Linked DNA regions of Lactuca sativa: region 2 is linked to region 1. Evidence: chromatin contacts called from public Hi-C data. All regions are on one chromosome and are shown on one strand. The core of a region is the stretch at or near the end of the contact, and the rest is flanking DNA. Distances in the headings are between cores, read along the strand shown. Region 1 holds the start of LOC111913222. Region 2 holds the start of LOC111913219 (lysM domain receptor-like kinase 3).

Region 1 (2,740 bases), core at 125-2,624:
TAAAGTCATGTAAGCTATTTTCGTACACATGAAAATTATACATTTTTTTCGTATATATTTATTCATTTATACTTTTTCATACACATATAACCACTAATATGTGAAAAAAAAAAAATTAATCATGATGTATACCAAAAAATATAAGTTTAATGATCATATATGTCAAAAACATAAATGACTAAATATATACATATAATAAAGTTTATTACAATTATAAGTCCTTAAAATGATGTTTTCTTCTAGAGTTATAGTGTGTTGTATCACACCTCTTATTTTTTGTATGTCTCCTCAACATCACCCCATTTTCTCTCCCTTTTCTTTTCATCTAAGAAATGCTCATCTTTCACCGTTTTAAATGGTCAGTCCTGAGGAAGTGTGAGGTGTGTAACTGCATATGACACATGTCATCAAGGGGGTCGATTTTTTATATAAACGGATATTCTCATTGGAAATCTGTTGTTAATCTGTCGTCAATTCATCCCTAACTTATTGCCAATTAGCCGCTAATCCGTTGGAAGGTGGCTTCTATCGTTCGTGGTTCGTGGTTCTGATCACCGTAATTGAAGGTTTTTTTTCCTAATCAATAATATAACTAACAACGGTCTATTAACTGTCGATCTTATCGTAATATTAATAAATTTTGTAGACATTTATGCAATACAAGTGGAAAACGCAAAGAGATGGAGTATAGAGAGAGGGTGTGGTATAAGCATTGGGCGTGTATGGGTTGGTGTTAGGTGGGGATCAAAATGTGGTAGTGCATAGTCTTTAAGAGACAGGGCTAGATATAGAGATGAAGAAAGGTTTAGTTCTTTCACCAATCTCAAAATTTTACTCATGGTTGTTTTTGTTTTGATTTTACCTCGTGTTGGATGCTTATTGTTGGAACTTTAGAGAAAAAGAAATGAATATGGTTGGGATGAGTTGGGTTGGATAAGTGTGGTCCTATCTTATTAAATATATTTTTGGTAAATGAAACATGTCTATAGTTTTTTGCCATAATTTTTGTCCACGCCCAAATTTGCAAATTTATTTAGTAGATGATTCAAAACTAACTGATAGTCCGTAGTTGAAAGTTGTTATTTCGAAGTTGATATATATTTGAAAGTTGTGATTTGTATTTTTGTTAAAATATTTACCAAAAAAAAAGTTTAAAAATTTTAAGTTACGTAAAATCAACATAAAAAACTCACAAAACTATTTTCTATTTTTTTAGATTTTTTTTTCAAAGCAAAAAAGTACACTCGTACCTTAAAATAATATTTTAAAAACTCATTTTTCAACTAAAATTCAAAATATCTAGAAGAGAAACTTTCTTTTCTTTGAAAATATCTTAAAGTCCTCAGGAACTTTCTTTGAAAATCTGCTAAAACCTCTCCTATAAAGCCAAATAACCTTTATTACTATATACCCCCAACGACCTCAACACTGGTCTCGATCAAATCGACTACTTTTCTCCACAACCTGAACTCACATTCATCCATATCAAGATCCGAACGAATTACAAGATAATTCACTCAAAATGATAATCGATATAGTGATGCAAGTTGCTCTAATTCTCATCACCCTCTTCATGTTCCTATGGATGCAAAAGATCCCTCAAAATCTCTTCACCAAATTCCGTTACAGAAACCGATCCAGCTACTCCGCCAAGCGTCACTTCATCATCGGCGCTCAGCTATTGGCTAAATCCAGATCTACCAAAGACCGATCGTCCGCCGTTAAACTAGCCAAAACCGCCGCCGAAGAAGCTGACAAATCCATCGCTCTCGATCCAAAGGACGCCGCGTCACACATACTCAAAGCCCTAGCTCTCGATGTGCAAGGTTTTGGCACATCGGCTTTGGAAGCGCTGGATGTCGCGCTGTCGCCATTGACGTCGAAGTCGTTGAGCAGCGAAGAGAGAGGAGATGCGTTGTTGAAGAGGGCAGAGATCAAAATTAAGGGTAGTAAGAGAGGGCTAGTTGACTCAGCGATTGATGATCTGCAGCAATCAGTGAAGTTGAAAGGGGATAAAGCGACGGCGTTTCGGTTGTTGGGAGAGTGTTATGAGAAGAAAGAAATGAAGGAGGAAGCGGTGGAGGCGTATGAAGGTGCACTCAAGGTTGACCCCAAGTGTACTCCGGCTCAAGATGCATTGAATCGATTGGGTTCAAGTTCAATTTCAACACAGTGAGATCTAACAAGTAGGGACAAAAATTCGTACTTTTTATCTTCCATTTTATGATATAAATGCTTCTTTTTCTTTTCAATCAAATGACAGCCGAAAGAACACACAATATTCAGCCACAAATCTCATCTTTTCGTGCACTCTATCTAAGTTAATTCCTTTGCTATTGTTGTATACTCTTGAAAATCTTTCTGATAAAGGAGTAGGCTTCTTATATATATACATTTGGGAAATGGTAATTGAAGAATAGTTGTTAATTGAACTGATTTAGGCAGTTGTCATAGTTTTTTTTTTAATGGATTTTTGAGAAATAGTCTATTACATGTTTGTTACAATATGTATTTATTATAATCGTCTAACATTTTGTTTACAAAACATGTGCATAGATGGAGGCATCAACTCAACTCGTATCTTATCATATTTAATATACATGAAATTATATTACAAATGATTCTAATTTCTATCATTTAGTTATCATCAACCTTTTAATAATCTTTCGTGTGATGACATGTTACCCCATCTTCTGAAATTCTTGGAAAAAAAATTACGAAATCAAGCATATTAGAATGA
Region 2 (2,740 bases), core at 69-2,568, 180 kb before region 1:
CTCCTCCGGATACGAGTCATTCAGCCTCTTATCCATCCACCGTCTCACTCCGCCGCTCTCCACCGCCTCTCTCGTCGTCTCGATCAACGAAACTCTAACGTAATTTCCCTTTTCTTGTCTGTACTTCAACGGTTCTTCGCCTGATAATATCTCCAGAAGTACAACTCCGAAAGCGTACAAGTCGGACTTATGCGTCGGAACTCCGGTAGACTGAAATTCAGGCGACATGTAGCCTCGTGTGCCCTCGAATTTCACGAATCTTGAATTTGGCTTACTTGAATCTCGTTCCAAGCTGCTATCTGTTTCGCCGCAGAGCTCTGCCGTTCCAAAATGGCATATTTTCGCGTTTAGTGACGATGATTGGGTTACAATTATGCTTGAGCTTTTGATGTGATTGTGGATAAATTTCTTCTCCAATCCTGTAGAGTTGTGAATGTAATCGAGGCCATGAGCGAGATCAGCTGCAATCTGAATTCGCGACATCCAATCGGAAAGTATGGTGAAGTTAGGGTTCTTAGGGTTTTTAAGGCAATCGGCAAGGCTAGCACCTTTAACATAATCGTAAACCAAGTATATGTAGCTTCCGGACATCGAAGCACCTCGAAGCTTAATCAGACTCGAGTGATGGCTCTTGCAAATCACGAGAAGTCGATCCCGAAGCTCAGCCGCGTCTATCGGACGCCGAAACTTCCGTTGAAAGACAATCACGTCGTCGCCGCGAATCACACACCGCCAGGCAGTGGAAGAAGACGATGAAAAAAGCTTGTTGGATAGAAATTTGTTTGTGGCGGAGAAAATCTCTTTGAAATCGTAGAGATGTGGATTTTCCGGTAATGACTCTCGGAGGCTCGAGAGTGAACTGCCGCTTGAAACAGATGATTTCCATGAGTCCTTGTTGTAACTGTTGCTATCGTTCGAACTAGACGCCGCCACCGACGATGATCCACGAGGAGACTGATTTGATTTAGAAGTCCTCCTTGATGATGATACATGAGATGTCGAGCCTGTATTTCTCGTGGTTGATGGAATTGCCTCTGCTGTCATCTTCTTCGATCCACAATTCCAGAAAATCCACATAATTTGAAAGAAATCATACCAAACCCAGAGTCGTGAAAAATGGAGGTGCAAACTGAGACGCCGTGGGGAGGTATCGCCGGTGAAACATAGCAGAAAGCGACGAAGGATCAGTTTCTTGTGGAAGAAGGATTTTATATAAGATTCTGAGAAGGATGTGGATGGGTTTGAAATTTGAATGAAGTTTTGTACCCGACTAGTGTAGTCACTATCCAACAACCTTCGAGGAACGTAGGAAACAAGGGGGCAAATAAAAAAGCGCCTTAAATAGTTAAATTCATTTCCATATTCATTTTATTGAATAAGTAGTATAGTTTCATTATTGAATATTTTACAATTTTTATATAATTAAAAAATAGAGTCCGGTTGTTGCCATTCACAGTATGTATATTCCCTTGACCCGTTGACCGAGGAGCTTCGAGTCTTCGACAACCTACATAACGATTGTCAAAGTAGTGAAAGTACTAAACTGGCAAAGAACAATACTTATCCAAATTGGAGAAAATATGCATTTTTCTTACCGCCATCACTTAAAATACATATTGTTTGTGGTCTTATTTCGATGTTTATATCATGATTCATGTGAAGCTGTTCATTGTCATTTTCTTATTTAAAAGGGATTGTTATGAATTATGGTTTTCTATGATTCAAAGAGTTGAATATGTCAAAGTATTATGCACACATAGATTATGCTCAATTTGTCTTTTGTTTTGTTAATAGCGGCACGCTTTGTCGCTTTATAAATGGTGTATGACCATGTTTTGATATGAAAGTGTCCTATTTTCCGTTTCTGGAAATATTAAATATTTTCCTATTTTGCGTTCGTGGAAATAGTAAATATTTTCTTATTTTAGGTTGAGTGAGTAGATGAATTTTATTTTTAAAAGAAATTGAAGTAAATTTATTTATCCATTACATCCAAACGAATCTCTAAATATTATTAAAAGAGAAACTTTATGACATCATTTTAAATAATTTGGACATTTGATTGTATTTCAATCTTATTTTTTCAACTCTTAGACCAATTGCTGACATCACCTTCCTCATATGGAATATATTTAATTCCAATAAATGTTTTCCAATCGTTAAACAATAACTTAAATTTGTTACTTATATTCGTTGAAATAAAATGTATTTAATTCTAATAAAAGTTTTCCATATTTTAAATCTTGAATTTCTGGTTATGAAGATTTTAATATGGTAAATTTTAAAAACATATTACTAACAAAATCATTTCAATCAGGACATTAGTATCAACCATTAATATAAATCCGTTTATATTAGTAAATCATTAATAGAAAATCTATTTTTATTAAAAAATCATTAATACAAAAAAAATCATATTCAAATTATCACATACATACACAATTCATTCTTGAATCCGCGACTCACGCTTATTTTCAATCGTTTCTTTTATTCAAACCTTCTCCCACAACATCATTCTTATTGCTTAGAACTTCCATCATCATTCTCTGATTATACATTTGCTCTTGTGCACCAGAAGGTACCTTCTTTCGTTTTTTATATTTTTTTCGATTATTTTTTTGTTCCTATATCAAATATATGTATTCATATAATTCGATTTTCTTTGTCTTAAATTACATGAAATCAGTTAACTACTTTTCTGAAACTTTTCAAATGAACAGGAAAATATATTACGTACCTT

The links. A called contact is a pair of places that touch in the nucleus more often than the background predicts.
Region 2: a contact with region 1 is called in a Hi-C map of leaf, with 4 times the contacts expected there. The contact joins the promoter of LOC111913219 here to the promoter of LOC111913222 in region 1. A contact is called at or near these places in 2 of 4 Hi-C or Micro-C datasets (both in leaf).

The regions. Positions count from the first base shown.
Region 1 is chr8:27,530,594-27,533,333 of Lsat_Salinas_v11, reverse strand. It overlaps LOC111913222, which reads left to right and starts at 1,374. Exons shown (of 1, transcript XM_023908941.3): 1 at 1,374-2,432. The coding sequence starts at 1,523. The coding sequence ends at 2,176.
Region 2 is chr8:27,706,678-27,709,417 of Lsat_Salinas_v11, reverse strand. LOC111913219 (lysM domain receptor-like kinase 3) reads right to left here and starts at 1,318. Exons shown (of 1, transcript XM_023908937.3): 1 at 1-1,318. The coding sequence starts at 1,077.